Linked DNA regions of Zea mays: regions 1, 3 and 4 are each linked to region 2. The links are chromatin contacts, called in public Hi-C and HiChIP or PLAC-seq maps. All regions are on one chromosome and are shown on one strand. Each heading gives the region's core, a stretch centred on a gene start, on an enhancer-like site or on the middle of the called end of the contact. The rest is flanking DNA. Distances are from core to core; before and after follow the strand shown.

Evidence for each region. Hi-C and Micro-C count contacts between places; a contact is called where the count stands out from the background. HiChIP or PLAC-seq counts read pairs in DNA pulled down with a chosen protein or histone mark.
Region 1: a Hi-C map of ear shows a contact between it and region 2, with 2.2 times the contacts expected there. The contact joins the promoter of LOC118476971 here to the promoter of LOC100191930 in region 2. A contact is called at or near these places in 2 of 25 Hi-C or Micro-C datasets (ear and leaf).
Region 3: a contact with region 2 is called in a Hi-C map of tassel, with 3 times the contacts expected there. The contact joins the promoter of LOC100193142 here to the promoter of LOC100191930 in region 2. A contact is called at or near these places in 2 of 25 Hi-C or Micro-C datasets (ear and tassel).
Region 4: a contact with region 2 is called in an H3K4me3 HiChIP or PLAC-seq map of leaf, with 4 times the contacts expected there. The contact joins the promoter of LOC542103 here to the promoter of LOC100191930 in region 2. A contact is called at or near these places in 2 of 25 Hi-C or Micro-C datasets (both in leaf) and 1 of 3 datasets of contacts at active chromatin or transcription factors (leaf).

Annotation. Positions count from the first base shown.
Region 1 is chr4:166,188,079-166,192,726 of Zm-B73-REFERENCE-NAM-5.0, forward strand. It overlaps LOC118476971, which reads right to left and starts at 2,923. Exons shown (of 1, transcript XM_035967383.1): 1 at 1,913-2,923. The coding sequence starts at 2,676. The coding sequence ends at 2,134. It overlaps LOC100282837 (ATP synthase subunit O mitochondrial), which reads right to left. Exons shown (of 6, transcript NM_001155743.2): 4 at 4,345-4,457; 5 at 3,573-3,659; 6 at 3,032-3,496. The coding sequence ends at 3,377. LOC111591409 (small nucleolar RNA snoR86) reads right to left here and starts at 3,948; the gene lies at 3,830-3,948.
Region 2 is chr4:165,732,812-165,737,311 of Zm-B73-REFERENCE-NAM-5.0, forward strand. LOC100191930 (Tetratricopeptide repeat (TPR)-like superfamily protein) reads right to left here and starts at 1,570. Exons shown (of 3, transcript NM_001137354.1): 1 at 1,162-1,570; 2 at 1-873. The coding sequence starts at 801.
Region 3 is chr4:165,438,030-165,442,577 of Zm-B73-REFERENCE-NAM-5.0, forward strand. It overlaps LOC100193142 (Dof zinc finger protein DOF2.1), which reads right to left and starts at 2,310. Exons shown (of 3, transcript NM_001138300.1): 1 at 1,983-2,310; 2 at 1,728-1,824; 3 at 1-550. The coding sequence starts at 1,784.
Region 4 is chr4:166,035,455-166,040,171 of Zm-B73-REFERENCE-NAM-5.0, forward strand. It overlaps LOC542103 (SET domain protein SDG117), which reads left to right and starts at 3,217. Exons shown (of 12, transcript NM_001358411.1): 1 at 3,217-3,361; 2 at 4,387-4,717. The coding sequence starts at 4,511.

The DNA.
Region 1 (4,648 bases), core at 1,673-4,172, 460 kb after region 2:
GACATATAGGTAATTTTTTTGTGTGTATGACATATGGGATCAGTGGCACATAAGGAATGAATATATTTTTTCGTGGTTTACAGGAAATTGCCCCAAAGTTCAGACCTGATAATTATCCCGTTAGAAATAGGAATGTGAAATTTTAAAAAATACTAAATAAAATAAAAAAATCGGTTCCCTCGTTTTGTGCTTCACCACGTGCCATCGGGTGCACGTGGCTTCGCGTTCCACCTCGACGGCAGGCCACCCCCGGCCAGCGCCATCATCACTTGTTGCTGCTTCCTTGTATGGATGAAAACGGTCGAAAATGATCGAAAAAATAGCTAAATTATTTTTGTTTTCATATTTTTTGGTCGGGACAAAAACAAAAACGAAAACCAATTGTCGGAATACGGGATCGGAATTGTCGGTTATTCGAAATCGACCGAAAACGATAAACTATAGTCGGAAAGATAACTATTTTGTAGTTTTATAAAAAAACATAATAAAGTGATGTATTGCCTAATTTTTAAGATTTAGAAATACACAAATAACTCTTTCGTCATTCATATTAGTTAGAGTAATTATAACATTTGCTTTTCTCTTATTCATTCACTTAAACACAACAAAATTCTATAACTTAATTAAATTATATGCTAGATCTATCTCATATTATATAAAACGGTAAAAAACGGTATTAGCACGACTCGGAAACGAAAAATACGAAAACGATCAAAAAAAACTAGATAAATCATTTTATATCGTTTTTAATCGGTTCATGAACAATTCGAAAACGATCGGGAAAAAACATTATTCGAAACGAGACGGTACGGAAATTTACCGTTCCGTTTTCATCCCTACTTCCTTGGGAGGAACGCACGCGATCGCTTCTTCCAGTGATCCAGTCAAACTCGTTTTCGTCTCCAGGGTCATGTGATTATCGTGTCAGTTGCGACTTTGTGTGTGTGTCGGGGAAACCGATCAGTCGAGTTTGCTGTTTTCCAAGTGAGCTCGTACGCACTACGTTTCCTGGTCTTTCTGGACCTCGGTGGTATACAGGGCCGGCCCTGGCACATGCGACAGAGGCGACGACGAGGGCCCAAAATTAATAGGGTCTAATATTTAATATCTATAACACTATATAATACACCAATTTAAACTTTACAAAATTTATCCAACTAAATAACTCACACACCCTTAATCTTTATTAAATCCCTAAACAAATTGCACTCATATTTAACGTAACATCAAAATCAACGGTTCAGATCGTTGAATATTATTTGAATATCCTTCATCCCTCTCTTCTCGTGTCCCCACTGCTGTCAACCCCTCCTCCTGCCACCATCGTCGTCATCCACCCCTTCCCAGAAACATAGCGTTAGCACGAGCTATACGCAAGTAGTAAAATAGTATAGGTAGCTAACAGACCGGTAGGGCTGGGCACGCGGACGTCTAACGCACACGGATCACGCGGTACGCGTTGCCCACTGCCAGTAGGATTCTAGGGTGCTACGCTGGGCTCTAGACACGCACGCTCGAGCAATAAGGATTCAGGTTATCCAGCGACCATTGTTCTTATTTCTTAACCTGCGAGGTGCTAGTTTGCACCGATGTATATTATCTAGCGTCTTAGATATTTTAAAAACTAATTTCAATGCATATCATTATTTACCTACGAAGTGCTAATATGCTTCGCCACATATCATAGAATTTTTTATATAGTTTAGAGGGTGCACTATGGTTAGTTCGCCTGAGGCCTCAAAATGACAGGACCGGGGCTGGTGGTGTATTATATCGCGTGACGACGGCGTCATCCAATCATCAGGAGAGCACAGCTAGCCGTCGTCGGTTGTCAAATCCGCAAAAGATTGACCGGCTGACCGCCACCGAGGCACAGCCAGGAGCCAGCCAGCCACCGTTTACAATGGAGTTCATATCTAAATTTACATGTGATATTGCTCATTCTGCCGTGAACACCCCATTATTTCTGGCATGTTGATACTATTATGTACATGCATTTGACTGATCGAGTCATCGAGTAAATAAATATATATGCCGACCACGACCAGCGGAACTCTGAATGGGAGCCCCTTGGCTAATTACCAAATCCCTCGCGTATTTACACCGCTGCGTGAATCGAAAAACCTTAGCCGCCTATTCACGTACCCGCTCTAGCGCCACAGGCAACCTGAAGCTCCCATCCATCCGATCATCGCCTTCAGAAGCCGCCCCACGCCGGCCCCAAAAGCTCCCGAACCAGAAGAGCCCTTCCTGCTCAATGATCGCCTCCCACACGCCGTCGACGTCGACGTCGACGCCGCCGTCGCCGCCGACAGCGAAGCACCTGCACCTCTCTTTCTCTCCCATGCCGAACGCGGCCTCAAAGCCGTCGTCGTCCAGGTCCAGCAGGGCGGCCAGCTTCAGCCCGGCTGCGCTTGACGGCGCCGGTGGCCTTCTCCTGTGCCACCGCCTCAGGATGACCCTCTTGGTCTTCACGACCACCTTCCTGGGTAGCCGGACGAAGAGGAAGACGGTGACCTGCAGCACCAGGCACGGGCAGCAGCAGCACACCACCAGGCAGTCCATGGCCACCAGGCCGGTCTCGCCCACGCACGACGACGGCATCGCTGGACGCGCGTAGACAGAAAACAGAAGCCACAACGATGGTGAGGGAGCGAGGAGAGACGGCGAGGACATGGAAGCAGCAGCAGCAGCAGCTGGGAGCTTAGGATAACTGCATTGGTTGCTTGGAAGAGTGAGCGAGAGGTCAAGGTTGCTTGAGCGGCCGAGTAGTGGCCTGGGGGGGATCGATTTTGTTGATTCTTTCAAGCAAACTCGCCCTGAACCCTCGCAAGGGGCTACGTGCCTCTTGTTCTCAAGCTAAAGCCTACGCAAAACAGGGAAGAAAGCAAGGGCACGCGTCAGGGGCGTACCTATTCTACTTATTTTTTCAGAATTAAGTACTAGACTACTACATGCCACTTTTTTGGCGCGCTTTTTCTTCGTACAGGAGCACACACAACCAAACATCAAGGGACATATTGTGACACTTGTTAGCGCGTTTTTTTTTCATTTGCAATCGATGAACCTTAATGTAAACCCATGAATATAAGGAGAATAATGCATTGCATGAGGAGCTCATACGTTTCAATGACTTTCAAAAACTTTCCATGGCATGCATCCTTCATGTTCTTAGTGCATGCTTCTTTAAGAAAAGAAGAAATGAACATAAATTGTTCAGCAGGCATCTGTGGCCCACGAGACAATAAAAACAGTGCCCTTCACTTGTTAGAGGAAACATTTTATTCAAAAGGCCAGATTAAAATTGCAGACACAGGAAAACCTTCAACAGGACAGCCTCTGCATTCCGATGATGCTTCTTTTATCCAAAAGGCTGTTAGAAGTCAAGTGGTTGCCTCAAGAACGCCTCCATTTGCTTCGCCCTGTTCCTGATTGAGATATCAAGCACCTTCTGCCCGAATTCAATCACTAATCCTCCCATGATGCTGTAGTCAATCTGCAACAGAGACGGCACAGTTGAGGAGCATCCCTTCATATATTACTCTCAAGAAGCTCGTGGTTCAAGCAGTTACCTTCTGTTCAACCAAAATAGTTTTGTTTTCCCCAAGGATATCCTGCAAGGTTTCCTTGAGTTCTTTCTCCTCCTCCTTGGTGAGTGACTAATAGCAGAGGAAACATGTATCAGCAAAAGATTGAATAATCAAGGAAAAATACGTAAAGCTGTGTAAAGAAAATCTGGGAAGGCAAGCTTCGTAAAGTTCTGGATGATTTGTACTCGGTTTGTACAAGTGAATATTATCAGAATTTGATCCGTGATTATATGATAAGAGATGCAGCAGCTTGTTCGAGGCCGACATAGAACAGAACAACTTTGAACGAAGAACTGCAGGGTTGAGCTTGATTTTAACCTTCAATGCAAAGATCAACACTTATATGGCCCCTTTGCTCTGCAAATTGGCTTTCTCTAGTCGAAAAATCAACACATCCAAACCCAATAAACCAAAAGGTCCACATTACCCACGATCTTTCCCAGCTAAAGAAACAAATAAAAAAAACCTTGTACCAAAATATGCAAGGCATGCCTCTAATTGGTCGACTATGATTAAGCATGCCAAAATGCTCACGTGGATTACTCAAAGCAACTAAGAAATGAGTAGCGCATATACTTCATCTAGTCTGAAATTGTGATGAATTTGACACAATGTATGGCAATGTTCCATAATCCATATGTAATCTAGAGGCACTACGTTTTTTATTAACTTATCTGTATGGTAAATAACATTTGAAAATACTGAGATGTTCGAAAAGATACTGTTTTCGAAAAGAAATGGAAAATCGACTTACAATAACTGTCCTGACCACAACCTTCATCTCCCCCTTATGTTCCATAGTCAAATCAACAAATCTCTCCGCAATGCGTTCAATATATTTCAGCCTGCCATTGTCCGCCAGGACAGCTTCATAAACCAACACAAAGTTAGGCACTGTCAAAATACATGACAAACATGGAACAAACTGTAGACATTTGCTAATCATGCCAAGTACGAAAATTCAACAGAGAAATCCTTCAATCAACGGGTGTAGTAGCACCATATAATTGATTCTACAACCGCATTTATAAACACGCTATTAAATGGGCTAATCAACC
Region 2 (4,500 bases), core at 320-2,819:
ATATTTTCCCAAGTTGCAGTAGATTGCTGCAACAACATGCAAACTCATCACTAAGTTCAAGCTTGGCTTTCCACCAGCACACTTCTCAAACGACTTTGTGGCACGGAGAGCATATTTCAATGCCCGCCGTGGGTTTTCTGAGGCAATCAAGTCTCTTGCATGTTTAAGAAGAAATGGACCAAGGTCTGGGTTATCAAGCCCAGCATCTTCTGTTCCACTCTGTGGGTTGGCATTTGATTTCCGCCGTCGGCCAACTCGGCTTGCCGGTTTGCTGACCTCGCTCTCACCTTCCTCAGTGGACGCCTTTCCATTGAGTCCAACAGAGGCATCAGACTCAAGCTGTGATTTTGATGCCTTCTTCGACTTCTTGGACGAACTGGAAGAGTGTTCCTTTACTGGGGTCCCATTCTCAGCAGGAGCAGGGGGTACAACGTTGGCAACACTCCCATTCTCCTCTTCCTCCTCAATCACCTTCATGGCCTCCATCTCCCCAGCAACAAGATGTCGAAGCTCCGAGTCAATTCTAGACTCCTCCCCGTCCGAGCCAAAGCTCTCGCGTGATGGGGAGCCACCCTCACTTGAGCTCTCCATCTCGCATACGTTGTTGTAGAGTTGCTCGATTGAGGGTTCCCCAGCACCGGAGGCCTCAACATGCATCTCAAGCGCCTCGCTTTGCATGCTACCCGCCATCGTTGAAGCTGCTGTCGACTTTGGGGCAGGCAGACTTTCGTTCTGTGGAGAGAAATTCACCCCGTTCGGCACCTCCTCTGCAACAACTCCATCCTCTGTAATTCCAGGCATCTTATGGTGATAATTATGTCAAATAATTGTTCTTCCAAGAAACCGAGGGAGATGATAGCTCTACACAATACCCTGGAAAAAAAACGGAATTTTTTTATTATTAAGGCGACATGTGAATGCTTCAAAACTGAAGCCGAACAACCAATAAACGGAAAAACAGGAAGATTGGCTAAGGCCAGGGGCGGAGCCAGTAAAGGGCATGCGTGTACAATTGTACACCCACTAACTTTTGCTCAAAGAATCGATGCTGGCAGGCATGCGTACGCTAGTAATTAGATCAGATCCGAACAAAAATAGCTTAAATTAGGGTCGTGTGCTCGGTTTCGCACAGCAGGAATGGAAGAGAAAGGGTGCGCAAACCTGGTGTGTGTTCGTCGCCGGCAAAAGACCCGACGAAGACCTGAGCACCTGGCGTAGGGGCGTCGGCGAGTCGCCCAGTTGGCAGTTGCCCACTAGAGAGGGAGGAGCGACCGAGCCAGCTGGGTGAACGAGAGAAGAAAAGGCAAGGTGCGAAATCCGGGTGGCAGTCGGGTGGATCTGGGTGGCCTCACCGTGATCAGCGCTCAGCAGCTCGAACTAGCCTCTGGACGGCATTGCGCTTGCGTGGGTCGATCAGCTCGCGCGACAGGGAGGCCAGATGGAGGGAAACCGTCAGGTCCGTTGCGGCAGGAGGATAGTCTGGTAGGAAGAGGCTGGGAGAAGCTCGCTTGCCATAGGGACGAGGTGGTGACGGAGGGTAGGAGAGACAGAGAGAAGAGGAAGAGAGAAGACGAGTGCGGCAGAGCCGCGAAGAGCAGGGGGCAGACTAGAGAAATGATGGCTCGCGCCTCGGTGTAATCGGACCACACTACCACATCCACAGCCACAGCCACAGCCACGAGCGGGAAGGGGAATATTGTTCCAGCTCAGCATGGAAGTACCCATTTAAAGTCTGGGACTCTGGGTATTAGTCTATCCGTGGCCGTTTCAGTAAATTTTTCTCCATGTACCGCATTATGCAGTCAATTCGATTATATCCTCTATTTTTCTCTTCTCCGCAGCAGAAGCCAGAGGTTATCTTTAAATTCTCCCTATACCCCCACCAAATCATAAAGTATCATTTTCTACATCTATTTATCATCCAATATCAATTTTTCCTAACTACCAAACTCCAATGTGCACTATAGCGCACAGGAAGGGGGTGGGGGTCGACACCCTCACGCTAGATCTGGCGGATCCTTGTATGCTCTCCTAGTACTGTAGCGCAAGGAGGACCCATTAGAGTGCAACGATTCTGCTCTAGAGCCATACCAGATACGCCCTAACTCTCGAAACAGAAAAAGAATGGCGGCAATTTTCCCTCCATCCACCTGCATCCTCTCCCACTACGGATGCGTGCATCGCTTATATCCTCCCTAGTTTCGTCGTGGGGGAGGACCATGCAGCGGCGCCGGTAGTGGTGGTACATTGTCCGGGCAACAACTTCGATAAGGGGGACTACGCCACCAAGGTCAACAGGTCAAGCTCCTAGTAAATACAAGTCTCCACCGTAAGATCCCACCCTTGTGTTATAAAAGGGCAAGGCCCCCTCCTTCCCACACACGCACCAGTTGTAACACAGTTCTCAAGTAATATTACGACTAGTACTATACTGGACTAGAGCGCCAACCTGAAATAATATAATTCTTTGCCTCAAACTCTACGCTCGAGTCTCACCGATTCACCATTCGGAGTGAGTCTGCGCTAGCATCTCCCACCGAACACAAATTATATTATTCATCGGTTTCTGGAACCACGGCAAAATCCGTCTTATAAAGCTGAATCAAACATACCCTAAGTCTGAAAAGTCCATCATATATATGTTTACTTAGGACGATGATAGCCTACCAACCTACTTTACTTTTGGTCTCTATCCTTGAATCTAGTTCTTACCGTATCATTTTTATTTCCTTTTGTCTCACAAATTGTCACTTTGTTTTTTTATATGTTACATCCACGAGGCATGATTTGTTATAATCACGAGGCACCATTTGTTAGTCACCTGAAAAATACTTCATTGCTTATTTATGCTGCTGTCCAACTCTGAATCTACTTACATCTATATCCATGTCTTTTAGAAAAGCTGCATGCAAGCTATATTCACATATCATATCTTGTTAATAAGTGCCACATGCATCACCCTCCAATAAGTGCAACATCATCATCTACCATTAAGTGCAAACTATTATTTTCAGTATATCAACATACATGACATGCTATCTCTGTTTGGTGGTCATATTTTCTTTTATATAAATTGATCTAATATTCTATAAGCTTTACCGAGTAATGTTAGCAACACGAGTGTAACGATTTCATCATAAAAAAAAATCCGCAGCGACACGGGAGAAATGGATATTATTGTTCTGCTTACTAACATAGCAACATGCCCCTGCACGCTATGTTTCTCTCTTCCTGGTTTTTTTTAAAGAAAAAACTCGGGTGCACGGTTGGTAAAGCGATGCGGTCATGCGTGTGTGCTTTCTGCGCATGACATTTCTCGTTAGATTGGACGCCTCATCTCTCCCGATCAGACACCTAAGCTCGCATGTCTTATAGAAAAAAGAGAGCTGTGGAGGAGGGTGAGAAGTCAAGTGCACACCTAGGCTGTGGTTTATAGGTGGCCAGAGGAGTGCACAGCAATGCAGCGTCGCGCTCTATTGCCGGCGCACCACTGGCACGACGCGCCCGGCGGCACGCCAGGCCAGACAGTTTGCAGCTAGCTAGCTAGCTACAACGAACCAACTTGTACAGCCAAGCTCACGGGAGTTCCGAAACGTAGGTGGCAGTGTGTAGCGCATTACCGTACGAGTCTGTGCTGGAAATAAATATGATTCGGCGAGATCCTTTCTTGTAGAGCTGTTTTCTCTCTTTTTTTTTTTTGAGGGGGTCCTCTCAAGAAAGGCCAGGCCAGCAGCAGGTGGCTGGATTTGCTCGCTGTTTTTTTCTCTCTCTCGTTCGTCCGGTTGTCAGTCAGTATGAAAAAAAAAGAAGGTGCAGCGCGGCGGGCGGCAGCTGGCCAGAGTGGACGATCGGTTGGCGCGAAAGCGACGGGACGGCGGAAACGAAGGTTGTCATGCTGCGATTACACTGTGTATATATCAACAATTACTCCAGAGTATAAAACACACTGGTCGCAGTCGCGGCGCCGGCGCGCGAGGAGGACAAGGATGGCAACTTCAGAGTAGGCGAGCTAGAGTTGCTCGCCAACGACCGCCGACCGGCCGGCCGGCGAGCTCGATCGACCCCCCCGAACTTTTCTCTCCATTTTCCTCGCTGGCTGCCTGGCTGGCTGCATTCCGAGATGCGCGTGAACCGCATCGCATCGGTGATCAGTCCCATCCGCGACGCGACGAGGTGGACCCATGGTCGCACCACGGACACGAGCACCGTCCTACGATCGTGTCATCATGTGAATCTGCCTGAGAGACGTTGGCATGTACGGTGGTTGGCCAGTGGCTGTGATCTTGCGCAGGTATGTACAGCCGACCGGCGTGACGAATTATCGAGCGACGCCGCGCGTGATACGGGGCTCCGTCGGCCGGCGTGGGTCACGACAACCGGACGGTACGGGTTTATTGCCGTTGTTTCGAGGGAAATAGAGTCATAGAGATATGTATGCTATCTAGGCCGCGTTTGCTTCCTTTATCAGGTGACTAAAATAATCACTGAGGTACCCTGCTT
Region 3 (4,548 bases), core at 1,060-3,559, 290 kb before region 2:
TGCCCGCCCCAGCGAAGTGCGCCTCGGAGCTCGCGCCATCCAACGAGCCAGCGGCGGCGCCACCGGAACCCGCGAGGATCGGGTCGTACTTCCAGTCCAGAAGGCCGAGGCTGCAGAGCGGGTCGGCCGCGGCGGCGGGGGACGGCGGCGGCGGCAGCTGCACGCCGGAGAAGGACAGGTGGAGGCCCGTCTCCGCCACGTGCCGTGGCTGCATCGGCGTCGCGGCGGGATGCTTCTTGGCGCTGGCTCGCTTGTTCTTGCGGCATCCCCCACCGACCGGGACGTTGCGGAGCGAGCCGCCCTTGGTCCAGTAGCGGCGGCACGTCTTGCAGAAGTAGCGCGGCTGCGAGAGGCTGTAGTTGTTGTAGTAGCAGAACTTGGTGTGCGTCGACTCGCACCGGGGGCACTTGAGCGGCTGGTCGTGCTGCGGGCGCAGACGCCGGTGATCCGCCGCCGCGGCGTGCATGGGCGGCCTAGGGCATGCGATCAGTTCCGCTGACGGTGAGGACGACGATCCGCCCATCCCAGGCTCCTCGGGGACGACGATGCCCTGAAAAGCACGAGACCACGTTTGTTGCATAGTGATCGCAAATCATGATGAGCCGTGCAGTGACAGAATGGAAGCCTCGGAATGCGTGAAAGAGGTGCGTGCAAAAAGATCCAGAGATTATTATGGTTTTCATGATGGAGGCATCATGTAGATCAGAGTTTCTAGATCTCTGATCTGCCAATGGTGAATCCGTAGCTTTTGAAATCACGTTGGTCAGTCTCTGTTGCCTGGCCGCCACACATCTGATCCTTTGCGCGCGCGTAGTTTCGTTTTTTTATTGATTTCTTATGCATTATGCAGGCACTTCCTATAAACTCGTACTAGATAGAATTGTCAGTGAGATTACATAAAATCTTGTGCTCGTTCATCATGTCCGCCATGGCGCCATCATGTATTTGAAGAATGGTCTCATCGTGCTGCTAGGTAACATCTGGTCTAATTAAGCTTGAAAACACATAACATGATAAGAACATCGTCTACCGTTCATACATATATGTGCTTATTACTTACTAGTTATCATTAACAAAAAATAGTGTTTTCCCTAATAAAATTATGGTAAAATATCGACAAGTATATTTATTCACGTTGTTCTTTTCACGTGTTATGTCGACAGTCAAAGAGATCGATATACACGGCTTTTGCAGTGTTCTAAAGTTAAAGCCATGTAGATCAGATGTACTTGTTCAGATCTCTCTTTATCTCTCTTGTTGCTTTTGCTTGCAATTAATATATGGGTAAGAATCTGACGGTAGTGCAGGTGCAGTACACTTTATTATACTGTTTATGTGGTTGTTTCCTTTGTGTTTTTCGACATATTTGTGAGCAATAATCCTTCCAGAGTTTCATCGGTTAGTTTCTTTGTTGGTTTAAGTAAGATATAACGATCCTTGTGGACCTATTAATTGGATATCTCCTGTGATCGATCATAGTAGTTTCATAAAGGTTATTATTACGATCTCACTGCCTTTGATCAGATTAAGTCTACACTAATAAACAACCATTATTGTAGAGAGAGCAGAGACATACAACTTAGTAGTACGTTATGACAAAAAAACAACAGATAATTAAAGAGATATATAGCGCAGAGATCAACAAAGAGAGGAGCTAGTGAGCTGCCAGAAAGGAATTATATATGTTAGTACAAGAACCCAGGTATGTGGTCACGGTATATACGTACCTTGAGCCAGTCGGAGTCCATGCAGATGTGCATCGTCGGCGGTGCCCCGGCCATCATCGTCGGTCGATCACCAGCAGCAATATGATCTGACTACGACCTAGCAACGAGCAGCGACGATCAAGGTGTGTTCTACTTCTCTGCTGCCAAACAGATCAACGAGCAAACACGCAAAACCTAGCTACGACACACACCAAAAGAAATACGTATAAACACACAGCTGGTAGCTAGTAGCTACTACTTGATTGATTACCCTACCTGATCATATTATAGAGCACTAACTGAAATTCCTTCTTGCCGCTGGTGCCTGCCTTGTTGTCGATCGACGAACTGGAAGGTACGCAGCGAGGACGGTACGTCGGAGGAGACGATAGATGCACCGATCGAGCGACGCGCGATCGATTTGCAGCGGCAAACAAACCGGAAGGCCGGGCGATCGATTTGCAGAGGAAGAAGAGAGGATGGATGGATGGATGGTGGTGCCGGCGGCTGCTGGTGAGGAGATGTGAATAAGAAGGGGAGGAAAAGTTGCGCGCCCGAACCCAACCCCAACTCCCACACCGGAGTGATTAGCAGGCGGGTTTTGGTGATAGATCGAGAGCGAGGAAGGAACTGAGGAACGCAGCAGTAGTACTGGTACGACAGAAGCGCTAGCAGGCGGCAGCAGCAGGCAGCAGCGTGCCGGGCGGTGCCGGTGCGTGGCTGCGTGCATGTTGCTGGGCTCCGCGCACCACGGGCCGGGGCTGGCCCACGGTGTCGGGGCCAGCAGCGCCCGGCAGCGTGGCGGACTGGAGCGCGGTGAGTGGACAGTGGAGACACGTCCGGCAGGAGGGGAGACTAGGAGAGGAGAGGATGGGAGGAGAGAGAGAGAGACGGAGGCCGGAAGAGTGAAAGGCGGGCGGCCTAGCTCGTCGCGTCGGCTTCCGCGCTGCCGGCGGTCCCCGCAGCTGGGTTCCTTGAGGCCCGCGCGGCCCCCGCCGCCAGTTCGCATCCCGAGGCGTGCGCGGTTGTCGTCGGCCGGGCCCGTCCGTCTCCGTCCTGGTTCGGCGGCCATCCATGATCCATCCCTTCACTTCACCAGCCTACCCCTACGCTACTGGCTGGCTGGCTGCTCACCATCCACAGGCCAGTGGCTATTGATCGGCTGTGCGCGCGTGTGCGTGGCGTGCTGGTCCAATTTATTTCTTCATTTATTTTGTTACAAAAAAATGACAGTGATATACATAACATTTGTTTATGCTCTTAATATGTCATGGAATTTTTTTAGAGAGAGAAAAAAATGTATATTCTAGCTACTTAGTAGGATAAAGAGAGGTACTGTAGTAGCTCTCTCTAGTGGATCAGAATACTTGATGCGTCACCGTTACGAGACGGCAGAATGTCAGTTTGAGCAAATACGCTAGCCGCCTAGCCGGAAAGGCAGAGTGACGTGGCTTGGATTGTGGTGATGCGTAGCCAGGACGACACCACTCCGGCCACGTGGAATATTTCGGTCCCAGTGAGGAAAGGCCAGAGACGAGAAAACCGACCGAAAAAAGCGCACTCCAACTGGGCCCATGCGTCTTGACCGGATCGCTGCTTCGACCGTCGTCGGCGGCGGCGACATTGAGATATGCGCCGTAGTTCCAAAAAGTACGTACGGCGAAAACGGATTCCTAGTCTATGTACGTAGTACGGAGTACAGTACGTATGTATGGCGGCGGGCGTTATGGGTGAGATTTTTTTTCTTCTTCTTGGGACTGTTCAAAAGCATGTTTTTGTGGGTCCAGCCGGCCGGCCATGGCCATGGTTCGAAAGGGGGGCATGTGTGGGAGCAAACAAGAGACAGATATAGCAGAGCCGAAGCATCTCTCCCTGTCGCCTCTTCTTCCTCTTCCGGATTCAAATGTCGTTTGCTTTGCGCTTTAAAGCTTGCCTTTGCGAGCTCGCACCCCGCAAGCAAGGTATCCGTTCGCATCCCCCCTCAATAACCTAATGATCTGTGCGACGCAATGCACGCATGCCCATCGGCGTCAGTCCGACGACGACTACCACAGCGTTTCCGTTCCAGCGCGCTTGCCTTGCCTTGCCGGCGTCACTACTGTCACAGCCTAATATTGATCTGTGCACCGCACGGTGTCGCATCGCGTTCTCACGCTCTGCTGTGTTCCGGCCGGTGTGGACGCGTGGCAGTTGCTGATGTTCGATGCCGGCTTGTGAGTTTCTGCGAAGAAAACTCGGGCATTTGAAACCACCGTGCTCACTGCTCACCCAGTCACCCCTGCTGCAGCTAGCTGGTCGACGAGCTCTGCATGCATGCAGGCCGGCCGGTAGTTTTGTCAGAACGCAGGATTTGTTAAGCTGCTGTTGCAATTCTTCGGGTAAAATCGATGCATCTATAGCAAGACACACACGATGACTAAAACTATGCTTAATTATTGCCAAAGCGCATCGAGCTAGAGAAACGAATCGAACTGCCAGTAGAAGCAGGATGGACAACGAACGACACGTAAAAATGTTCACGTCATCTAGCTGCTCCATCGATATATAGCAAGGTGTGCACTTGTGTAGCGTGCTTAGGTCGGAACACCAAGATTCCATTGGTCCCATTCCCATGCGCGCGTACTCGCTCCCATCGCATCGCATGCATGGCCACGCCGCCATCCTGCACGAGTGGACGTACGAGAGCACGCGCGAGCAGTTGACGCAACGAGCGAGGCGGCAAGCCGGGGGGACGCACGCGCCACGCCACCAACCCCGGGCCTCTCGGTCTCGGCTCGCCTAGTACCCGGTGCTCGCGCGCGTGCGCTCCTGAGCGTAGCTCTCCACCCCTCTCGTACTGTGC
Region 4 (4,717 bases), core at 1,967-4,466, 300 kb after region 2:
GTAAAGGAAAAAGAACACCATGGTATTCAAGTTGATTATTGGATCACTTGAAAGGAGTTGAGTGCAACTCTCGTCCATTGGGACGCCACAACATGGACTAGGCAAGTGTTGTACTTGGCCGAACCACGGGATAAATCTCTGTGTCTCTTGTGCTTGTTCTCACTTGTGTTAATTGTGGTTCACAAGAGCTCTCATTAGCCACTTGATTTAATTGTGCTAACACTTAATCAAGTTTGTGGCTTTAAGTTTCAAATTTTTACAGGATCACATATTCACCCCCCTCTAGGTGCTCTCACCTTGTTATACTCCTCTCGACTTAGAGAGGTGAGGAGTATAGTGGTGGCTTGGGAGTTGAAGTGCACGATTTGGGCCACCTCGTCCTCATCATAATCTTCATCCCCTACGGATGGTACCTGTACACCAAACTCAACAACATCCCATATGCTTTTGTGGAGTGAGGTTAGGTGATATATCATCATATCACTCCACATAGAATGATCTTCACCGTCAAATGTCGGTGGTTTGCCTAATGGGACGGAAAGCAATGGAGTATGCTTAGAAATGCGAGGATAGCGTAGGGGGATCTTACTATACTTCTTGCGCTCTTGGCGCTTAGAAGTGACGGACGCGGCGTCAGATCTGGATGTAGAGGGCGAGGAAGAATCGGTCTCGTAGTAGACCACTTTCTTCATTTTCTTCTTCTTCTCGCCACTCTTGTGCGATCGAATGCGTGAAGGGGATCCATCCTTCTTTTTGTTGGCGGACTCCCTTGATGGAGCCTTCCTGTGGCTTGTAGCGGACTTCTCACCGCCGATCACCATCTTCTTGGCGTGATCTCCCGACATCACTTCAAACGGTTAAGCTCTAATGAAGCACCAGGCTTTGATACCAATTGATAGTCGCCTAGAGGGGGGTGAATATGGCGAATCTGAAATTTATAAACTTAAGCACAACTACAAGCCGGGTTAGCGTTAGAATTATGAACGAGTCCGAGAGAGAGGGTGAAAAACAAATCGCAAGCAAATAAAGAGTGAAACACAAGGATTTGTTTTACCGAGGTTCGGTTCTTGCAAACCTACTCCCCATTGAGGTGGTCACAAAGACCGGGTCTCTTTCAACCCTTTCCCTCTCTCAAACGGTCACTTAGACCGAGTGAGCTTCTCTTCTCAATCAAACGGGACACAAAGTCCCCGCAAGGACCACCACACAATTGGTGTCTCTTGCCTCGGTTACAATTGAGTTGATCTCAAGAAAGAATGAGAAAAAGAAGCAATCCAAGCGTAAGAGCTCAAATGGACACAAGTCACTCTCTCTCTCTAGTCACTATTTGATTTGGAATGAACTAAGGACTTGGGAGAGGATTTGATCTCTTTGGTGTGTCTTGTATTGAATTCTATAGCTCTTGTAAGGTGTAGGAAGCTGGAAAACTTGGATACAATGAATGGTGGGTGGTTGGGGGTATTTATAACCCCAACCACCAAACTAGCCGTTTGGTGGAGGCTGCTGTCGCATGGCGCACCGGACAGTCCGGTGCGCCTGCCACGTCACCTGGCCGTTGGATTCTGACCGTTGGAGCTTCTGCCTTCTGGGGCACCGGACAGTCCGGTGGTGCACCGGACAAGCACTGTTCACTGTCCGGTGCGCCATCAGTCTCTGCTCTGACTCTGGCGCGCACTGTAGTGCATTCAATGCGTTCTGCAAACGACCGTTGGCGCGAAGTAGTCGTTGCTCTGCTGGCACACCGGACAGTCCGGTGCGCCACCAGACACTGTCCGGTGCTACACCGGACAGTCCGGTGAATTACAGCGGAGCGGCCTCCAGAATTCGCGAAGGTGAGCAGTTCGGAGTTGGAGTCCCTGGTGCACCGGACAGTCCGGTGCACCAGACCAGGGTACACTTCGGTTGACTTTGCTCTCTTACATTTGAATCCTTTTTCGGTCTTTTTATTTGTTTGTTGTGAGCCTTTGGCACCTGTAGAACTTATAATCTAGAGCAAACTAGTTAGTCCAATTATTTGTGTTGGGCAATTCAACCACCAAAATCAATTTAGGAAAAGGTGTAAGCCTATTTCCCTTTCACACATATAACTAGGGCTGGAAACGAGCCGAGCCGAGCCAGGCTCGGCTCGGCTCGGTCACTTCGCGAGCTCGGTAATAAGGCTCGGCTCGGCTCGATATAGGCTCGCGAGCCGGCTCGGCTCGCGAGCCTGTACACTCAAGTTAATTATAGTCGTTAGTTCAAATTTGAAGCATAATATGTTCTATATAATAAAAAATTATGTCCATACACTCTAGTTCCTTGTGAGTTGTGACCAAAACAACACACCGGTCACTGGATCTAGATGACTGGACACTAATAAACAAACTGACAACTGACAAGTGATAGTTGCAGTAGTTTGGACCGAGCCTCGAGCCGGCTCGCGAGCCTCACCGAGCCGGCTCGGCTCGGCTCGTTAGTGTAGCGAGCCGTGGAATTAGGCTCGGCTCGGGCTCGTTTAGGCTCGCGAGCCTCAACGAGCCGAGCCGAGCCTGATCGAGCCCGAGCCGGCTCGCGAGCCTCGAGCTTTTTTTCCAGCCCTACATATAACAAATCATATGATTACATAATTTGGTAGCTAGACAAATGATAGCTAGAAAATGTTTTATTTGTTAAGATGAGCTCTATTAAATGGTTATAGTTGTATTGATGCGGATATATTTTACCCATGGATAGACGAGTATGAGTAGTACCAATCTATACCAGTCTGCCTCAATAGGTAAATACTCTTGCCTATTAACATATCCGCAATTAGAGAAATCACCTCGTACCCGCTTTCATATCGAATATTCGGTGCGCATTACCAGCTGTGGTTGGACCTCATCTTCTCACACGGGAAGATTTGTATGGACTGCACTGTGCTCATTCTAGTTGGGCCATCCTTTCATATATTGCTTTTCTGGTTGGATTCCTGCAGGCCCTCTTTGCTAGACCGGGCTGAATAGCCGTTTTGCAGGTCCAAAGCGCCCAAACGGTTAATCCCGATGAGGTGAAATCAATTGGCGAGTTTTCTAATTTTTTTCTCTTCTCTGTTTTCCTTCACCGGACTACCAGGGGCGAATCGCGGACGCCGCCCACCTCCCCCATCTCCTTCCCCAGCACGTCGCAAACCCTTCGTCGCCACCCCCGCCTCCCGCCGCGGCTCCCGTCGTCGCGTGGCCGTCGCGAGCCACCGCTGGCGTCTCTCGTCCGGTTCTCTGAGTCTCGGCGACCTGTTCCTCCGCCGAGTTCTCGGGGCCCTGCTGTCGCCACCGCCGAATCCTGCTGTCCTCGCCGCAGCCGGGGAACGCGGTGTGTTGCGGGAGCTGGCACCGCCTCCTTCGAGGTGCGTCGTCACGGAGGGTAGTTTCCGTTTCGTCTCCATCTCCCCAAGGATCGGTCATGGTCATGCTCAGCTTCGTTGGGATTTCTAAGACCGTTGAGCATTCTGCCGAGCCTATGGTCCCAATCCATAACCGAAATCGCTTCATGGATCCTAATGGGCGCGTCGAACATCTCGGGGTTTCTATTTTCACTGGCACAATTTTATTGCACGTTGAAACATATAGTTAGGGTTTTATGACAAATGTATTTAATGGCCATGGTATCCGTACGAAAATGGCACTACATTTTGTACAGTTTTGCATGCTTACCATATGCTGTGCCCTCTTGAAATTTTGGTGTAGCTAGACCAGGAGAGAGAGTCGCACTGTGATTTCATGCATGTAATTAAAATGGACTTTAATTGCATGGTACAAGCCAAAATGTGGTATGTTCGTTAAATTGCTTGGGTCAGATTCAAACGAATCCAGTATATTTTATGTTCCTGCTGGGAGATCGTTACTAGTCTGTGTATTTGTGTGACAGGGCTGTCATATATAACCAGCTATTTATTTTGTGATGCCAACTGTTGAATACACTACTTTCCCTGTTTCTTTTTAACGCTTGAATCAAACCTCTCACTCCACATCATGCTTCAAAAGACGTTTGCCTAGGCGCTAGGCCTCACCTCTTTCGTGTAGTTTCCACGTAAGCAGCCTTGGTGAATATTTTCGCCTGCCTAATCACGTAGGTACAACTGTTGTCTGCCTAGCATAGCACTTTCAAGAACACCATGTTTAGCATGGGAGAAGATAATACTCTTCTGTGTATTTTGAGAGGATATTGTCCTTTTTTGCATGGGTAGTGCTGTCACTCCACACATTTGTTAAATAGAAAAATCATCATAAGTTGCATATATTATTTTCTGTTTCAAATGCAACTCTGTTAGTTTTTTGTGTGATTTTTAGTTTTTTCTTTTTCCTCTATAATTGTTTTCTTTCGAAGCACTGCATATACTCTAAACAACAGTTTCCTACTTTTTCTATGTAGAACTAAGTCAACAGTCTTTATGGGCTTCATGCTAGTAGATGATAGTTCCTGGCTTCCTGCACTGCTTTTGGAAGACCTGCCTTTTCAATCATAGAGGATTGGTAGACCAGATCCTGGCAAAGCAATGCTGATGGACCCTCCTGTTATGCAAATGGACTGCAAGTTGAAAAATGCTATGGATAAAACACCACAAATCGCCTATGATAGGAAGCTGACCGTCTCACATGATGATTATGGGTGGGCAGGCTCTGATGTCCACCTAAAAGATGATACAATAGTATGTAGCCCTGTCGATCTTAGCGATGCTTGTCAATCAGGCATGGATCGGGTA